Regions from separate parts of the Mus musculus genome. Here regions 1, 3 and 4 are each linked to region 2. The links are chromatin contacts, called in public HiChIP or PLAC-seq, capture Hi-C and promoter capture Hi-C maps. All regions are on one chromosome and are shown on one strand. Each heading gives the region's core, a stretch centred on a gene start, on an enhancer-like site or on the middle of the called end of the contact. The rest is flanking DNA. Distances are from core to core; before and after follow the strand shown. Region 1 holds the start of Bmf (BCL2 modifying factor). Region 2 holds the start of Knstrn (kinetochore-localized astrin/SPAG5 binding). Region 3 holds the start of Gchfr (GTP cyclohydrolase I feedback regulator). Region 4 holds the start of Eif2ak4 (eukaryotic translation initiation factor 2 alpha kinase 4).

Region 1 (4,891 bases), core at 1,989-4,488, 260 kb before region 2:
AGGCAAATCAGCACTGGGGCCAAAGGGCAGAGCCACTGAAACGACATAGGATGTGAAAGGAGATTGCAGGGACCAAGAAACCCCTCCAAGAAGAACAGAAAGAACAAAGCAGTTTGCTCTATTGGGGGCCCAAGCTCAGGTGAGGAAGGCTGAAAGCTCTTGAATAGATAGCCCTGGCTGTTCAGTTTGAGGAAGGAAATAGTACAGAGCAGGTTTAGGGAGGGAAAGTCCCCTCTTTCCCCCAATCTCTAAGGTTAAGAGCACTCACCGTAAAAGAGTCTCTGGGGTTCCTCTGTCACCCCACAAGGCAGCATGACACCCTGGCTTGGGGAAGCTGGACTGAGGGTCTGAGTGGCCTTGTCTTCCTGGCTTATGGGCCGGAGTCCGGGACCACAGCAATGGGTGAGAGGGAAGAGCTGGAGTCGACTGAGGGGACAGTCCAGCTGGCTCTGGGCAAACAGGTCAGCAGAGAGCAAGCCCCCAGGCTGTGTCCCTGGCTCCCCATCCTCTGACTGGAACACATCATCTTCTAGCTCCTCCACACACTGAGGTGGCTCCATCTCTCCTGTCAGAGAACAATGGAAGCATCTGGGCTGCTGTCCTACTGAGGCCAGACCTAGGATTCCCCTCCCCTCCTTCCTTCCCCCCTCACCCCCCACCCCTGCTCTTCTTATGTGAGGGAACCAAGCCAACTTCTGATGATACACAACCCTGGTAATAAAACACCACCAAGGGTGACATTCACCCCCAAAATGTGGCCTCTATGGTCAGGGCCCCTCCATGCCTTTTCTCTGTACCTGCCAGAGCCACCCTCCCCCCATCCCCCACCCCACCCCCTCCTCTGACCTAGGCTGGTCACAAAGTTTGACACTGAGGATTTGCGAGCAACAGCAAGGGTAGGATCAGGTGCTACCACCGGGTACCTGGGGACATAGAAGCAAGACTAGCCTCTGTAAGTGGCTGTGGAGGCTCAGAAGGGGACACTTACTGACTATACAAAAGTGCACAACATACTTATGTGCACACACACACACACACACACACACACTTCCTAAGCAGGAACCTCCAGGCTCTCGGCGAAGTCTGAACTCCAGGCTAAGCAGCAAAAACAAGAGCCAGGAATTGTAGAGCAGCCAGGTTCCCTCCTAACGTGCTAAGCCCCACCCTGCTGCACATCTCCACCCCCTCCTTGCACAACACAACAAACAGGCTCTGTGGTGTGGTGAGTGTGTCCTGGAACAGGGGACGTAACTTAGTCACTCCAGCTGGCCAGCTGGCTTAGCTCCCGTCCAGAGGAGCAAAGCTGCCTGCTCACCACAGGTTAATCTGGAGGGTTGAATCGGCCTCTAGCAAAGTGTCCAGCTAATTCTACTCGCTAATCTTCGTGACTTCCAATTCTCATCCACTCAGCCTCCCATTCCTGCCAGAGCTGAACCTGAGATAGGTGCAAAGTGCCTCGCAGAAGGAAGTGAAATTCAGCCCTCCTGCTGAGCGCTCTCTCCCTGCCTACACAGTGGGGCTGTTTCTTAGTGTTAAGTTCCTCTCGCTCCACCTGACAGCTCATGAAATTCTGCACTTGGAGTCACCCGGCAGCTTGAACTTCCAAGCTGACCTCGCCTGAGTTAGGGCCCCTGGGGCAACCAGAAGCATCAACAAGCACCTGAATGGTTAAGGAGATGCAAGGACAAATTTTGTCATCATCAGACTGCTGGGGATTCCAGGGAGTTCCGATCCCCACTTTATTGCCTTTGAAAGACAAGCCAAGTAGTTTGTGGGGCTAAGTCTTTACAGAAATCTCAGTTAGGTTCAGAAACCTTACTTTCCCAAATGCAAGCTCTGTGAGGTTCTTACTTCAACCCTCAAGCCTTACCCCATCCCACCCCTGAGCTATCCGTAGTCCTGTGCCCTCTTCCCTGGAGAATGACTCCATGCCTGCTATTGTTCCGATAGGAAAGGGGTAACTCCAGCGTAAAGTTTCCAGATGAAAGGACCAAGAGATGTCACCTAGCAGTGCTTCTTCTGTCCTTCAACCTCTTCTTTGCAGTGTGGCTATCCCAACCAAAGTAGGGACTCTCCAGAGCCAATCACAAGCAGGAGTCATTGTCTTGGTGTTTCTTTTGAAGCCTATCACTCCCCTCCCCCTCCCAGCAAAGCCCCAAAGTTCAACCCTTGCCTAGACTGGACAGTGGGGGAGGTGCAGCCAGAGGGTGTGGCTCTGAAAACGCGGAGGACCCCCCCCCACTTTGCACAAGAACTGCAGGTGGCTCTCCAGTTAGTGTGAACCTCGGAGGGGCTCTGGGCAAAGTCAAAAGTAAACTGGGGAAGAGTGGAGACCCTCAGCTTCCCTGAGCTAAAGTGGTAAAGTCCAGACTGATAGGAAGAGGGCACTTCCTGAGAGCACCGCCAGGGAATGCTTTATTCCTAGCAAAGGTCTTAAAGTCCGCTGGAGCCATCGCAGAACTTCGGCGATCCAACTAGGATGCTCAATATAAACTCCTCCTCTTAGGAGTTAGCACTAGCCAGATACCTTGAACTCAATAGTGGCTAAGATCTCAGGACACACGCGCACGCACATGCACACACGCACACACACCTGGGTGACTCCAGGACAGCGTCTCAGCCTCCGAGTTGTGATGCCAGGGCTCTGCGCCAGGGTCCAGGGTGAAGAACACTCGGGGGGCTTGGTGCCCACACTCGATTGGGAAGAAGGGGGCAAACTCCAGCTGTTAAGAAGAGGAGCCTTCAGACTCCGCAGGGAGGCAAAATGCACCACAACTTACGGCCCCACCCCACAGTTACACCCGGAGGCCAGAGCGTCCGGGAGCTTGGCAGTGGACCCCAGGATCATTTGCTCACCTACTTTTAACTCCGAATTCCAAATGCTTCCCGAAAGCCCCTCTTGGAGCAGCAACCACAAATTTGTGCTCTGCACCTCGTTCCCACATCCCTGCACCCCAACTCCCCGTGGTCACCCCAGATGCCCGCAGTCCAAACCCTTCCCCGGGCCCCCACGCGCTGCGCGACTCCGCTCCCCACTTCCCGGAGGAGGTACGATCCAACTCCGCCTAGCCCCCCGCCGCCCGGGCGCTCACCGGGCTGCGGTGGGAGGCGGTGGCGCGGGCTGCGGCAGCGACTGCTGCAGGCGCGAGCTGGCGCGGGAGGAGGCCACGGCACACCGCGCGGTATTGTTTCCAAAATACGCCCGCTCCGGGCATCCCGCAAACAGCTGATGAGGCCCCGCCCCTCTTTGCGTCACTCCAACCACTGACCAATGGCAAGTGGAGGTCCAAGTCTCAAGCTGGGCAGCTGCCAGGGACAATCACCAATGTACAAACCTTCCCTTGGAAACATTATAAGGGGCCGGGCGCATTTCTGACCTCCGTCAGAAGCGCAATTGGAGCGCTGTAGAGGGTGAGGATTCGGTTCCTAATGCAAGCCCCAGAAACGACAGAGAGTCCCTAGGTTTTCTACTAGGTAGTGGGGGGACAAGACGCCTAAGTGACTTTTGTCTACTTGGAAATGGGCTGAGTTATTGCAGGACTTCCAAAAAGCCGGCTCAGGAGGAGACTGGGAGTTTTCAGACGCGCCTTGTAATATATAGCGGAAAAAAAAAAAAACCGAGCTGCTGGTCCCTAATAAAAAAAAAGCAAAACAAATAAAAAACCAAAACAAAAAACTGCCCTCTTTCCTGTTGGGCGTGTCTGAGGAAAGCTGGAGGAGAACACGTGTGTCTGCATCTAGAACCAAATGACATTCGGATCCATCAAGTGCAAAGAAAGGCCATGTCCTCTCTTCTAGACTGTGGAAGATCACTGTTGAAAAAAGGACTCTAGCAGAGGGGAAATCAAAGGGGTAGCTCGGACAGCCCTATCTATGGCAGCAGCAGAAGGCTGTTCTTGGACTGCTAAGAAAGCAAAACGCATCTCGTGTACTATGGCCAATCTAGGGATGACTCCACATTTTTTTGAACACCTACTATGTGCCAGGTCCTGGTCTAAGTGCTAGACTTCTGGTGCCTGACCTCAATGAACCGATACTTCACATGTGAATGATGGAAACCAGCTTGAATGGTGCTATTTTAGGGATAATAAGCAAAGATTTTTGAGTCGGGCCTTGAAGAATGGGGAATATTTCACTAAATAAAAACCAAATAAAACAGTCCTGACCCAGAGAGGTCAGGGAGCTAGAATAAAGTACTTAACATGTCTGGAAAGCAAGATCAGCTGCACGCCCCCCCCGTCCCCCCTCCCCCCCATCAAGCTCTCTGGCATCTTCACTATGATTTAGGATGTGAGGGTATGGGCAGGTAGATTCAGGTCAGATTGCAGAGGTGCCCCCTGGAATACCAGGCTGAGGAGTCTGTATTTTTTAAAAGTAATTTGTTAATTTTTATTTTATGTGCGTTAGTGTTTCGCCTGTATGTATGTCTTTGTGACAGCGTGTCATCCGGAACCAGAGTTACAGACAGCTATGAACTGCCGTGTGAGTTCTTGGAATTGAACCTGGGTCCTCTGGAAGAGCAACCAGTGCTTTTAACCACTGAGCCATCTCTTCAGCCCCAAGGAATTACTTTATAGAGGACTGGTAGCAAAGATTTTACAGAAGATGAATTTTGGGGAAAACTGAGTGGGGAGGCAGAAATCAGTGAAAGGAACAGAGCCCTGCCACAACCTAAATGAGCTGCAATAGAGACACGGGCAAAGCAGAGAAGCTGGGCTTAGTTACAGTCTCTACTTACAGTCTGCTCTAAGATACAAGCTGGCTGGATCTGGGGCTCCCAGACTCAATTGTCTTTGGCTATTTTTTGTTTTAAAATTTTTATTTATTTACTTTGGTTTCTTTCTTTCTGTTTTTCTTTTTTAATTGTTTTTAGATATATTTATTTTTACTT
Region 2 (4,608 bases), core at 1,165-3,664:
TGGCTGGGCAAAGGGAGACAGGGTGAGACCCTTAGAGTTGTGAGGACTAGGGCGCAGTGGGGGAAAAGTCGATGAAGTGGTGGGAGAAGGATGGTCGTTGTAGGAAATAAAGCCAACCAGCCATGGGAGATTTTAGGTAAGTGGCCACTGGTCACTTCCAGGATTGGGCCTAGAGTAGCAGGCAGAGGATTAGAAGTGTCCTGCCTTTGAGTATCCAAGGCATCTTAAAATTAACTGGTGTGTGCGCGTACTCCTGGGCAGGTAGGTGGGCAAATGCATGGGTGCCATCTGCCAGGAGCCCAAACTCAATGTTAAACTATCCTCAGGGTCCATTTTACTTGGACACAGGCTCCTGGTCCATCCTATCTAATGGAGACCTCCTGTTCTATCCATCTTCTTCTTTCTTCCCTCTCCTTCCTCATCATCCCTGCCTGCAATCCCCAGCCCAGTAACTAAAACTCTTGTCTATTTCTAGTCACCTGAGTAATTGGCTGTAGCCATTTTTCATTGAACCAATAATTCGTGTATGTAAGAATCTGCTCATTGGGGGTAACCACATCTTGGGGGCCAGTATTTAGCATTTGAATACACAGCAGCACCGGACCAACTCCCATCACATTAATTAATCAACCCCATAGGCATTAATTCATAAATAAATTAGACTCAGTGTCATTATTTGGGTACTGGGGCAGGCATAGAAAATTCCAAATGGTTACCAAAAGAATAGGAAGAAAATGACTTTAAGGGCTCTACCAAGAAAAAAGTCTGGTCCATGTCTTTAATCCCAGGACTCCCAAGGTACAAATATATCTCTGTGATAGATCATAGGTAGGTAGTTCTGGATCTTTGTGAGTTCAAGGCTAGCCTGGTCTATGTAGTAAATTCAGAACAGTCAGGACTACATAGTGAGCACCTGTAAAGGAAGGAGAGAAGAGGGGTGAGAGAGAAGAGAGGAGGTAGAGGATAGGATAGAGAAAGGAGAGAGGAGAGAGAAGGATAGGATAGAGAAAGGAGAGAGGAGGATAGGATAGAGAAAGGAGAGAGAAAAAGGAGAGAGGGGAGAAGAGGCAGAGGATAGGATAGAGAAAGGAGAGAGAAAAAGGAGAGAGGGGAGAAGAGGCAGAGGATAGGATAGAGAAAGGAGAGAGAAAAAGGAGAGAGGAGAGAGAAGATAGGATAGAGAAAGGGGGACGGGAGAGAGAGAGAGCAAGTTAACTGTCATTGGTTACTGTGTGGGTTCTTTCACCCTCTCCACCCTTTCAACCCCCTAACACTAGATAGGAGAGAATAAAAGAAAGAGGAGAAAGGACATTATCTTTAGACCACTTCCTGCTGCTTAGGGGCATTGAGTTCCTTGGGGGCAAGTTTGATCTTCACTGTCAGGGTATGTAATTTCTTCTTGTTCTTTCTTCTTTGCACATGACTACTTAACAAAGTGTGACCAACCATAACCAACAGCAAGCAACCAACAACCCACACCATTTCTCAGGGCCCTAGCATTTATATACCCTCTAAAAAGTTCCCAAAGTCCAAACATAACACCATCGCACTCTGATAGAGCACAAGGCACATCATAGTCAGTTGCTGTGAACTGTCTGAAGCAGCCCCATATCCCACACCAGGGATTAAAACAAAACCACATTTTCATAAAAGAAATCAAAATGCCAAAATTGTCACCATGGGGGGGGGGAGATCCATTTCTACCTTAAAACTTAACACTTCTCATTGTTCCTGAGATTAACAACTCCTTATCTTTCCTGAATCAAACACACCTAAATCTTATTATTTAAATAAGGTTTTGCTGTTCTGTAGCTCCTACTGGCCTGGAATGTAGCCTAGGCTAACCTTAAAGACAGGGCAATTCTCCCGTGGCAGCCTCCTGAGTGCTAGAATCACCACTGTGGACCACTAGGACCTCAGTCTTTCCGATTTATACTGGTTCTTTGCTTTTCTCTCTTATAGCATCTTTGTTTTCCCTTCATTATCTTCCCATGGATGGTAAATGTGTGTTTGCAGTTGTCTGTTTAGTGTGTTTTCTGGATTATAAGCTCCAAGAGGGCAGAGCTAAAGTCAGCCCTTCTATATACTCCCCTTACCCCATCACCCTCTTAAATGTCCAGCACCAGGCTGCTGCTCCTTTTGTATTTGTGTTTTCAACGTGACGACTGAAAATCTGCCTTGTTTTGTATGAGTAACTTTAATTTGTAATTAAATCTGCATGCGGGTTTTTAAGCACATTAGCTATTTCAGCCCACTGGTGTCCTTCAAGTAGGCTCTCCTGCTCTTCACCTGGTAGTTTCTATTCAGGCCACCTGTATTCCTGGCAGGATCCTTAGCAATCAAAGACCAAATAAAGAGGATTGTGACTTGACGCTAGGCGAGTTCACGTGTCTGCCTTCTGGCTGGAATGTGACAGCTTGGCTCAATAGCTCCATTCAAGCCAGCCCAGTGAGTCCCTGGCCCAGCCTCGACCAGCAGGCTGGAGCAACTCTGCTCGAACCTTCCGTACAGCATGGCGGCTCCCGAGGCCGAGGCACAAGAGACAGCCTTCCGTACAACAGGGCCGCCTACAGACTCGGAGCCGCGCCCCTTCCCTCCCAGCTCCCGGAAGTTTCCTTTTGAAAGCGCGGCGGCAGACTCTAACGAGGACTGGGCAGTTGCTGCGGAGCATTATTTGAAAGGGAGCGGAGAGAACGGCGGATGGGAGCAGCCGGCACCGGGGTTAAGCTCTGCGGGATGTGTGCGGGTGGAAGGACGGGCGGGCTGGCGTGGCGGGGCTCTGGCGCTGCTAATATCCGTCTTGCACTTTCAGGGTCCAGCCAAGCCACCCGGCTACGATGGCCAGTGCTAAGACGGTGTGCGATGCGCAGCCTCACTCGATGCCGAGCTGCGGCTTGCCCGCAGGTGGGTGTCCACACCTCCACCAGCCGGGGGGTCTGTAGTCTATATGCTAGGACTAAGAAGGACGAAATCTGTATGTCGGGGCGGCGTCCGGTTAGCTCTGACATCCTCCTGCTCCTCACCCCAACTAGGCTGTGTAAGAGAGTCCCTGTTCCTATTTCTGACCCAGCCCCCTTTTGCGATTACCAAGGTTATGCAGCGCTATGCAGCCCAGGCTAGCTTGGGGCACACAGAGATCCTGCCTCTGCCTCCTGAGTGCTTAAAGGCTTGTGTCACCATGCTCAGTGCTTGGCCTCCCTTTTTTCCTTTTTTTTTCTCCCCCCCGCTCCAGCCCTTCCCTCCCGCCCGCCTTTTTTAAAAGCTAGGTTTCACTCTGTAGCCCTGTGTAACGTTAGCTTTCAGCAACATTCCCACTTCCGCTCCGAAATGCTGAAATTACAGGCCCACTGCCACCACACTTGCCTCTCTAGAACCCCTTTTTTTTTTTAATTGTGTGCATGTGGTGCAGGGGGGGCTTGTGCATATGAGCTTAGGTGCCCATCGAGAGTCAGAGCCTTGATCCCCTAGACCTGGAGTTACAGGCGGTTGTGAGCCACCTTATATTGGTGCAGGGAACCAAACTCCAGTCCTCTGGAAGAGTAATTTTCCCTTTTAACCTCTGAGTCATCTCTTTAACCCTAGAAATTGCTTTTAATGCAGTTATCCTTTTTATTTCCAGGTAAAGATTGGTTGTCTTAAGATTGGGGAGAAAACTCCAGGGTTCCTTGTTCACATTAGCAGGTGCACAGTGGCTCTCCCGAGCAGACCATCAATATATGTTGAGTGGAATGAGAGAGATGAGCCCGGCCCAGACAGAGTTACTGAGAACCTTGAGAGGAGAGAGAGGCTGAAAACAATTTGTAGCTGCTTTTCTGTCTTGGTCTGTGCTGCTTTTCTTGTGGTTGACAGTCATCAGGTGAGGTCTGTAGTGATTGTACTGCCTCACGTGGCGATTATAGCACAGAAGATGGTCCTGGCGTTGGGCGGCTGTTAGGAGGGCTTAGGAGCATCCTTTTACCGTCCCTTTCCAGATGATTCCGCGCAGCGGATCGGAGAACAGCGGCAGGCAGGCTTGGCCTCAGAAGTGAAGTAAAACAGGCTTTTCCACCAGGCTTAAAGGTTTATTCTCTTTGCCCTGGGTATCTCAAGACATCCTAGTGCCATTAGCAGAAGCATTGCTTAAGGAGTGGAGGCAGGACTCTGCAGCCTTCTGCTGCTGCTTCTCCACCCCGCCCGCCCCCCCCCCCCCAACACACACACACACACACACACACACCTTCCTCACAGTGCCCTGGATAGCTGGCAGTGACAGCCTTCCTCACCAAACTAAAGTTTTCATCTCTGTTTGCAATCCCACCCCAGCTTCATGGTCATGTGTAGTGCAATAGCTAGCTGTGAAGTTTTTAGGTTGTCTCCACCTACAAAGGGAAAACAGCTAGGAAATGAAGGTGGGTGTGGTACACACCTGTCAGTCAGTCATCCTAGCGATTGCTCTAGATATCCAGGGAAGGGGATGCACGTGTGCTCCAGGCCTGCTTGGTCAATGTAGTGAGCTGCAGGTTATACAGCAAGACCCTCGGAAGAGGGGCTTGAATAAACAAGCTTGACAAACTTTCTTCTTTTACACCAGCCATCTAATTCTCCTTAGCATCTCTCTTCTTAGGAGAC
Region 3 (4,324 bases), core at 430-2,929, 350 kb after region 2:
ACAGTGGGAGGAGAGAGCCAGCTCCTGAAAACTGTCTATAACTTTCAGAAGTTAGCCTTGACAAGGTCTGTGAACACACAGAGACAAGACACATGATAAAACATTGCATTTCTAGGATTCCTAAAGGTTTGGGCAACTGGTTATATGCCTATTGATCATCTCTGCTCCCATGGAGTGCCTAGCCAAGTTAGCTGCCAATCTTGTTTCCCCTATTGGTTCTTTTTGTTATGGGGTGGGGTGAGGGTTTGTTGTTTTGTTCCTTTGTTTCCTTATTAGGTTTTGGTTTGTGATTGTTCTGAGACAGATTCAGTTCTCTCTCTCTGTCTCTCTGTCTCTCTCTGTCTCTCTCTGTCTCTGTCTCTCTGTCTCTCTGTCTCTGTCTCTCTCTCTGTCTCTCTCTCTGTCTCTCTCTCTCTCTGCCTCTCTCTCTCTCTCTCTCTCTCTCTCTCTCTCTCTCTCTCTCTCTCTCTTCCTTCCTGTTGCTGAGATAAAATACTCAAAACAAACAACAACCACCACCACAACAAGCCCAGCATCTTAGGGGAAAAAGAGCTTATTTTATCCCAGCTCTCAGTTCCGGCTTACAACGGAGCTTAGGATCAAACTCAGCGAACCATGGAATCAGCGGAGCATCATCCCAGCCCCTGTAGGGGTTCTTGATAGGTTCCCTGATGAGACTTTTATTTTCACCGTCCCAGGACTGAGGGTTAAATTTAGAACCTCAGTTTTTGCCCTCTACCTCTGCATTACAGCACGTCCCTTTCTGCCTCTTTAACGAGCTCTTTGTTAAACATAGATGCGTCTTATCCCTCTCGCTAATTGTTGGGGTGCGAGAGCTGGTGCCGGACAGGAAGAGGATCATATAAATACATCAGACCAGTTAGGTAAGAAGGTCAGGTTTCCAGGCCAGGGGCGGGGCGTGTTCCAGGGCAACTGGTTATATGCTTTTCCAGGGCAACTATTTTGTTCGTCTTTGCTTTTTAGGGAACCAATCAGAATGAGTCGGTTGAAGAATGTTGACCTGTCTACTTCTAGATGAGGGCGTGGACCAGCTAGTTGTGAACTCGCCGCCCTCTCTTGGGCATCAGGCTTAGGGATCGACGTTTCTATGCCTCAGGTGTTACCCTGTGATCTGCGCGTGCTCCCAAGGCTCCCTGCAGGAGGAACAGGTTCCGCGCCTTTACAGCCAGAGGACTGGCACCCAGCCAAGAGTGTAGATGATGCACAGACTTAATTTGCAGGGCCATAGATAGGCATGCAAAGACCCGCAGCCACACTTGAAAATGACAGACCCCAGGACAGACCCCAGGACGCAGGACTGCCCAGGACCTGACACTCGCGTCTCGCCTCGCCTCGTGCACTTAAGTTCACAAGGCACGCGTCCTGGTGAGGACACGCAGTCCCCGCTTCCCTTTAGTCCTCAGCGCAGTTTTCGCTCTGCTACGTTTTAGGGACAGGCGGAAACCGACTGGCATCCGCCGGACTTTGGAGCCTGAGCATGGAGGTATTGCAGGAAGAGGGCAAAGGGGCGACAGGCACCCTGTACGCCATGGCCACAACTCCTAGTGAAGTCCGCGGGGACACGCCCGCTTCCAGGTCTCTGGGGCGGCGGGACCGCGGCGCGCGCTCCTGATTGGCTCGTGCAGTGTCCGCACGGCCGCCAAGCGCCGCCCGCGGACAGAGCAGGGAGTAACGGGACTGTGGTCGCGGGCAGCCCCAGCCACGCACCATGCCCTATCTGCTCATCAGCACTCAGATCCGTATGGTGAGTACCTGGAGTGGGTGACAGCGACAGCCACTCTAAGGGACTTTCCTGATGGTCCCGCAACCGGCCTACCACGCCCCCGCGGCGCGGACACCAGGCAGGGTCAGGCGACTGGATGGGCAGGGAGTTCCGCGGGGACACCCACGACCCGCTTCACAAGCGCTGCAGCCAGGGCCCGCACGCCAAAGGCCAAGCTAAGCTGCGCACACAGCGGCTCACCTGTAGCCCCCTCCAGGCAGGGCTCGTTCTGATGCAGAGAGAATTCGGGTTAGAGGTGGAGAGGGCTGCGGGCAGCCTGGAGAGCACCACGCGGGGGTCTGAGGTCACGCTTCTCTAGGTGAAGTTTCGGGGGGGGACATGGGAGGGAGGTGGTACTGGCTGCTTTATAAGTCTCCTCAAATCCCCTTTCAAAGGATACCTGGTGCCCCCCCACCCCCACAGCTAAATAGCTGGGCGCGCTACCCCATCCTATTCCAATGCCCAGCGGTAGGTACAAATCTAGCTCCCAGGGGATAGCCAGGAGTAGTGGGCTCAGCATGAAACAGGAGAGGTCTTGACAATACCCAAAGGGCCATGAAAACCTGTACAGTTGTTGAAATCTGGATTGCTGGGCACATTCACCTCTCTTCCTCCTCAAATAATTTTTTAAAATTCTTTCCAAGTTTTCTTTCTTTGTTTTTTAGAGTTTTATTTATTTATTTTATGTATATGAGTATACTGTAGCTGTACAGATGGTTATGAGACTTCATGTGGTTGTTGGGAATTGACCGGTCAACCCCAGTCACTCAGGCCCAAAGATTTATTTATTATAAATCAGTACACTGTAGCTGTATTCAGATGCACCAGAAGAGGGTGTCAGATTTCATTGTGGGTGGTTGTGAGCTACCATGTGAGATTTGAACTCAGGACCTTTGGAAGAGCAGTCAGTGCTCTTACATGCTGAGCCATCTCACTAGCCTTCTTTCCAAGTTTTGTGTATGTGTGTGACAGGGTCTCATGTAACACAGGCTGGCCTCAGTTTGTTATGTATTGGAGGCTAGCCTTGCTTCCCAATTACTGGGATTACAGGCATGTCCCACCAGGCATGTCCTACCTGGCTTGGTTCTCTTAAATTATGGAGGTTTTGTTGTCTGTCTGTCTGTCTGTCTGTCTTTCTGTCTGTTTTTTTCCTTTGGGGGGGGCGGGGAGCGGAAATTCAAGACAGGATTTCCCTGTGTAGGCCCATCTGTCCTGGAACTATGTAGACCAAGTTGGCCTTGAACTCAAGAGATCCACCTGCCTCTGTCTCCCGAATGCTGACATCAAAGGTGTGCTCCATCACCGCCCAGCTATGGCTTGCTACATTGTATTGTGTGCTCATCAACTGACAAGCTTTGTGTCCTTTCTGTCTTTAGGCTATTATGAGTAGTTCTGCTAGGAACATATGTTTTTCTTGTTGGTTTGTTTCTTATTTTGGTGTCGGTTGTAACTTGGGAGGTTTACCTGCCTGTGTACAAAATTGTATGTGGACATATGTTCTCATTTCCTTCATTCTCCAAGTGATGCCAATACACAGGAAACCTGGCTGGTGGCACCTGGCTTGAAAGCACTGATAGGCAGTGTTCAGAGGCAACAGGCAGCCTTTTGGGAAGTTAGGGAGGACCCACTGTGCTCCCCTCTCAGTTATGTCCCACCTTAACTGACCTTCATTACCACCTCCCCTTCACCTAGAGCTTCCCCGGGGCCGGGGGAGGGGAAGAGAAGTGGAACTGTGCACATCTGCCTGCCACCCAGCTAAGCAGCTACCGTGGCTTTCCTTGCAGGAGGTGGGCCCCACCATGGTGGGTGATGAACACTCGGATCCGGAGCTGATGCAGCACCTGGGGGCCTCCAAGAGAAGTGTCTTGGGAAACAACTTGTAAGTAGTGGCATCCTTGCGCACCTTCTTTTCTCCCTGGCAGGGTCTTCTGCTTTTCCCTTCACACAGCCATCAAGCCCAGAGGGCAACAGCCCCTGGAGGGCTTGCTCGTCCTCAGGCCCCCACAGGGCCCAGATCACCAAAGAGAGTTTCCCAGCCTTTCTTCACAAGCAGTTTATCCTTAGTGGACGTCTGGGGCACCCCCTCCCAGGGGCTCTGGAAACCAACTGTTCTTGCCTTGTCCTCCCCGCTCAAAATTGGGTCCCATCAACAAAGACAAGCTTCACCTTGAAGGCCTGAGTGACAGAGCCCAGCCCCAGAAACAGAGCAGGACACCTGGGTCCTCTTTTGAGCTCCTGGCTGCCAAGGCACTTGGCCCCTTCCCTCAGGCTCCTTCCCATCATCTCTGTGGCCAAATACTACTGCTTCCCTTTCTGCTTCCTCACCCTGTCTTAGTGTTCTACTGCTGTGAAGAGGCACCATGACCAAGCAGAGTTAGAGGGTTAGTCCATGACAGACATGGTGGGGAGAATGGCAGCAGGCAGGCAGACAGGCGCTGGGGCAGGAGCTGAGAGCTTTATATCCTGATCTGCAGGCAGCAGCAGAGAGAGAAGTGGGGGGGGAGAAAGAGAGAGAGAGAGAGAGAGAGAGAGAGAGAGAGA
Region 4 (4,602 bases), core at 1,213-3,712, 430 kb before region 2:
AAAGAACTCACATGATCTTTCACTTAAACTATCCCATGGTCAACATTGGATACTTATGGACATTTGTGTCATAGATATATGGACAACAAAACTCTCTTCATTTTGAATTACTTGGTAGCAAATTGTTGGTTTAACATTTCTATTATCCATTAATGATACAGTGAAATTTTCTTAATAAGCAGGACCCTTTTCTACATGTCTATATGGTCACTTGTTCTATGAGTTCCCTCTGAATTGAAACATCACCTCCAGGTGAGAGGCAGATGCTCACAATCCCAGGAAATAAACAACCCCCCTCCCCAGCAGTAGAAAAAAAAAAAAGGTGAACAACTTCTAGGGAGAAGTCTCTGGCCTGGGTAACTCTCAGAGATACTAGGACTGTGGAGTGTGGGGCTCCCTGCAAGCTGTGCAGGTAGCTCACAATAGTAGCTTCCAGGGTCTTCCCTCTTGCTGGGGTGTGCTTTTTGCTGGTGTAGCTGCTTTTAAGTCATCCCTGCTCCTTTAAGTAACTCCTCACCCACATTTCTATTAGTAGCACCAATAACAACCCCAATGGTTCATCAAGTTATATTGGTGCATTCGTTACTTTGGGGTAAATTGTGTGTGTGTGTGTGTGTGTGTGTGTGTGTGTGTGTGTGTGTGTGTTGTGTCACCCCAGGAAAAGACTGTCACACAATAATTATTGTTTTATTAAATAAAAGTATTTTTACTATTTTGCATTTTTACTATACAGATATTAATAACATAGAAAGTGTTACACTTTAAGGTGTAATGGGTTTCAAATGTCTTTTTCTGTTACACACATGCTTCTTTATAAACAAAGTCCACAATATTTGATATTTAAAGCATTCCTAAGGATGGAGAAAATGAAACAATACTGGTGACGACATCTGACATTGTGGACCTGGATGACAAATACCTGGGGTTATTATAATGTTTCCTCTGCTTTTATGTTGAAAAAAATCCGTATTGAGTTTTTCTTTTGTAGTAGAAGAAGAGCAGTTGGAAACTGGAAGGATTTTAGAGATTAGTGTGGCCATATTCGTGATTTAGGAACTTTACTTTGGCTACAATAGGAAGAGCTGCTTAACATGGGGCAAGGATGAAGACGGCCGAATAGAGAGCCAGTGAAGAGGTGGTAAAAATGGGCTGCAGCTTAGGGGGAAACTGAGGACATGATGACAGTTTGAATGTGAGAGCTGAAAAAAAAAAAAAAAAGGCAGCACTCAACAAATATCTTCACTGTTTGTTGAGTTCTGCCATGTATCCAGGCAGGGGTCCCTGGAAACAGAACAGGTCTCCAGCTGAAGGAGGGAGGAGGTGGTTTCTAAAAGGCCTTTGTGTTACCTTGTCTGATCAGAGTGGTCTGAAGGTGAGATGCCTAAGTCAACATTACTAAGTGAACAAGATAGATGCAAACAAGATTGACAGAGACATGTCACCTAACCTAACTCGAGGCATGATAGTGCATTTTTTTTCTGAATTAAGCTACAGCAGGTAGACAACAAAGCAATAGCAATGTCTGAATAGATAGGTTACTTATATGCGTGAAAAAAAAATATGGTCAAATAGGGATGGTGGCACAGTCTCATGATCCTAGCGCTGAGAGGATAAAGTAGGAAGATTACTATGAATTCAAGGCCAGACCATGCTGCAGAGGGAGACCCTGACTCATATGGACACAAATACATCCCTTAAGTATGTAAAGTAGGGTGCAACATTTTACATGAATGTGAATGCTCAAATTTACATTAAATGAACTGGTCGGATAATTCTCTTTGTGGGATTTGAAAATGCAAGGAGAGAATTTCAGAGAGTCCAGAGAGCATGCATGAGACATTTAATTAATGATTCAAGGGTAACGAATGTGGGAAACAGGGTTTACGGTTTTTTCCTCCCAGTAGTCTCATTCTGGGAAGGTCAGGTAAGATAAACGATTTAACTCATGACTGCGCTCTAAAATTTTCCTCTCTCTAGCCAGGCAGGGTGAAGGAGTTCCAGCGCCTGTTTCTGCTACATACTTGTTTTGTGAAAACTAATATGTGTTGTCACTTTGACCTAAGAGACTGGCTCTCCAAAGTGTGTTGGCAATTCCTGACTCAATTTCTCCCCTCAGGAAGAAGGCAAAGCTTTCCCCTACTCTTGTTTTATTAGAAGTCTTGGGCCATGAGAAGTTGGAGCAAAACCCCGCCCACTGGCCTTCTCCGGAGTGGGCCAAACGAGTCAGCCGCGGAGAACCCCGCCTTCAGACCCGCCTCCTGGCCTAGGCTCCGCCCAAGGCCCTCTCACCTGCTCAGAGTCACGCCCCTAGGTCGGTCTTCAGCTCGAGACTCCGCCCCCAGGTTCGTCTCCCGCTGGAGATCCTGTCTTTAAAGCGCCTCCCCAGAGCAGAGCCACACCCCCTAGACCTGTCATCAGCTCGAGGCCCCTCCCCCAGACCCGACTCCGACTCGAGGCCCCGCCCTCAGTTCGGTCACGGCGCGGGCTGGAGCTCCCCTACCCACCCCAGAATCACCGCTACCTCGCCTAGGCCGCTGCGCCTGCCCCGGCCGCCATGGCTGGGGGCCGCGGGGCCTCTGGACGCGGCCGGGCTGAGCCACAGGAGAGCTATTCGCAGCGACAGGACCACGAGCTGCAGGCCCTGGAGGCCATTTACGGCTCGGACTTCCAGGATCTGCGGCCGGATGCGCGCGGACGGGTAGGAACGTGGTTGGTCTGGCCCGGTGTTCTCCAGTCTAGGAACCCAGCCAGACGCCTCCAGTCTGGGGCGACCACTTAGATCCTAAAGGCTTTTCATATTGCAGTTCCACTACCCTCACTTTCTGCCTCTGCGCCGCCACTGGTCTTGAGAAGGCAGCACCTGGCCTGAATTCTCTTTTTTCCCCGGTCGGGCTCCTCTCTCTGCTGTGCTTCTTATTCCCACTGACGTCCCCTAACCACCCTTCGTCCTTCCAACCATTCTTCCCCACACTGACTCGCCCCAGGCCTCGAGGTGGGTTGTGACTGCACATTCATAGTCACTCATTGCTACTTTGTGCTGGGGATGCTTAGGGGGCGTGGGTCCAGGTCTTGTGCTCTCAGCAAACAAACTCCCAGGTCACACTGTGTAAATCCCGTTTCCTGTGTGGAAGAACTTTTTGTACCTTCCTCCGAGACTTTTGAGGAATAGGTATAGAACATGTTTATTGTCGCTGTAATGCAGTGTTTACCGAGTTCTATTTAAAACATCACTTTCCTTTTTTGTGTGGAAGTTAAGCTGAGGGCAGTGACAGTCTCTCCCTATCCTTGAATAGTGTATCTGCCGAACTAAAATGTTCCTGAAGTTTGAAAGTACTTCTTTCCTCCATCTGCCTTACTTCTTTAACTCACAATGTCTGTCTTTTCTCTATATCTAGTATTTCTTTAGGAAAAGGCTTTACTTAAGCTGTCAGGGCCAAGATTCTCCCACTAAACCAATATACTTTTTAATTTAATGATTTAGACGCTAGGAACACAGTCATGGGTAAAACATGCACAAAACCCCTGCTGCCGGCGGGAAGCTTACTTTTTTAGGCCTTATTTGTAACTTTACATACAGTTATACATGCTTCTTGTAAATAGTAAGATAACCTACAGGTCATCTGGCAACTTCTCTGTTTCCAGGGAACCAGGAAGTAGGGCCTAGGCCACCAGAATAGTGTTACAGAATGTGCAGGGGACTCAGGGAGACCCAGCTGGCTTTTTTTTTTTTTTTTTTTTTTTTTAGTTTTTTTAGTTTTATGTTCCCAAGGTGCAGGAAAATGGAAGGAAAACCATCAGCCACTTTTAGGTAATGATACTGATAATCCTAAGAATTTACAGCTGATCCCAGTTAGCCCAGGAATTTACAGCTCACGGTGGCCTTTATAACCAAGAAGACTTAACCCAGAGATAGTGTAAAAGGCAGGTAGAGTTATTCAGTAGTAGACTCTGGCTCTGGATCACAAGCAATATCACCAACACTTTCTTTCATAGGCCTTTCAGGCAAATAATTGATGCTCAGTCTGATGAGTCAGAGGTTACGCTTTGAACAAGCTCTCATTAGCACCCGCTACTTGCCTTTCTTCAGGGAAAGGTTATTCGGTGCCACTATCCTGAATCTAGAACCCTTGAGGCCTAGTAGTTTTCAGAATACAGAAGTGTTCTTACACATAATCCGGGGTGTATGTTCCTCCTCCTTCCATGCCTGTGGGGGTGTGTTCACAATGTAAACGCAATGAAATAAATGTATGAATATGCAAATGTCAGCCTGAACACAGTGAGGACAATGACCTCTTCTCATTTCAGGTCAAGTTTACTGCCAGTAAACTCAGATCACTTTTTTTTAACTTTTGGGGGATATGTCATGGATTAAATGTCAGTTTTGAAACATTTCATTCATGGATAGTCAAACAGTTCAGAGTGTATATCAAAAATTAATTTACACATTTAAAAGTTTGGGTATCAATCATTTAAGATATAGTTTACAATTCAAGGACATTTAAAAAATACTACTTATTTATCTTGTCTAGCTTTCCGTATCAGCAGAGGGTCTGCTTCCTCCCTTGGGAGGCATTGCAAACCCTCCCTCCTTCCTTCTGTCTC

Evidence for each region. Promoter capture Hi-C pulls out the DNA fragments that hold promoters and counts their contacts. HiChIP or PLAC-seq counts read pairs in DNA pulled down with a chosen protein or histone mark. Capture Hi-C pulls out chosen DNA fragments and counts their contacts.
Region 1: a contact with region 2 is called in an H3K4me3 HiChIP or PLAC-seq map of embryonic stem cells, with 13 read pairs. The contact joins the promoter of Bmf here to the promoter of Knstrn in region 2. A contact is called at or near these places in 2 of 39 promoter capture datasets (embryonic stem cells and neural stem cells), 1 of 115 datasets of contacts at active chromatin or transcription factors (embryonic stem cells) and 1 of 9 other capture datasets (adipose tissue).
Region 3: a capture Hi-C map of macrophages shows a contact between it and region 2, with 2.4 times the contacts expected there. The contact joins the promoter of Gchfr here to the promoter of Knstrn in region 2. A contact is called at or near these places in 2 of 39 promoter capture datasets (erythroid cells and pre-B cells) and 1 of 9 other capture datasets (macrophages).
Region 4: a promoter capture Hi-C map of second pharyngeal arch cranial neural crest shows a contact between it and region 2. The contact joins the promoter of Eif2ak4 here to the promoter of Knstrn in region 2. A contact is called at or near these places in 5 of 39 promoter capture datasets (the C10 cell line, cranial neural crest, hippocampal neurons and 2 more), 3 of 484 Hi-C or Micro-C datasets (CD4 T cells, regulatory T cells and uterus), 1 of 115 datasets of contacts at active chromatin or transcription factors (effector CD8 T cells) and 1 of 9 other capture datasets (adipose tissue).

Annotation. Positions count from the first base shown.
Region 1 is chr2:118,546,448-118,551,338 of GRCm38.p6, forward strand. Bmf (BCL2 modifying factor) reads right to left here and starts at 3,239. Exons shown (of 5, transcript NM_138313.4): 1 at 3,093-3,239; 2 at 2,594-2,723; 3 at 269-565. The coding sequence starts at 3,215.
Region 2 is chr2:118,811,589-118,816,196 of GRCm38.p6, forward strand. Knstrn (kinetochore-localized astrin/SPAG5 binding) reads left to right here and starts at 2,415. Exons shown (of 9, transcript NM_026412.3): 1 at 2,415-2,721; 2 at 2,813-2,904. The coding sequence starts at 2,513.
Region 3 is chr2:119,166,109-119,170,432 of GRCm38.p6, forward strand. Gchfr (GTP cyclohydrolase I feedback regulator) reads left to right here and starts at 1,680. Exons shown (of 3, transcript NM_177157.4): 1 at 1,680-1,765; 2 at 3,568-3,662. The coding sequence starts at 1,730.
Region 4 is chr2:118,386,155-118,390,756 of GRCm38.p6, forward strand. Eif2ak4 (eukaryotic translation initiation factor 2 alpha kinase 4) reads left to right here and starts at 2,463. Exons shown (of 39, transcript NM_013719.3): 1 at 2,463-2,698. The coding sequence starts at 2,555.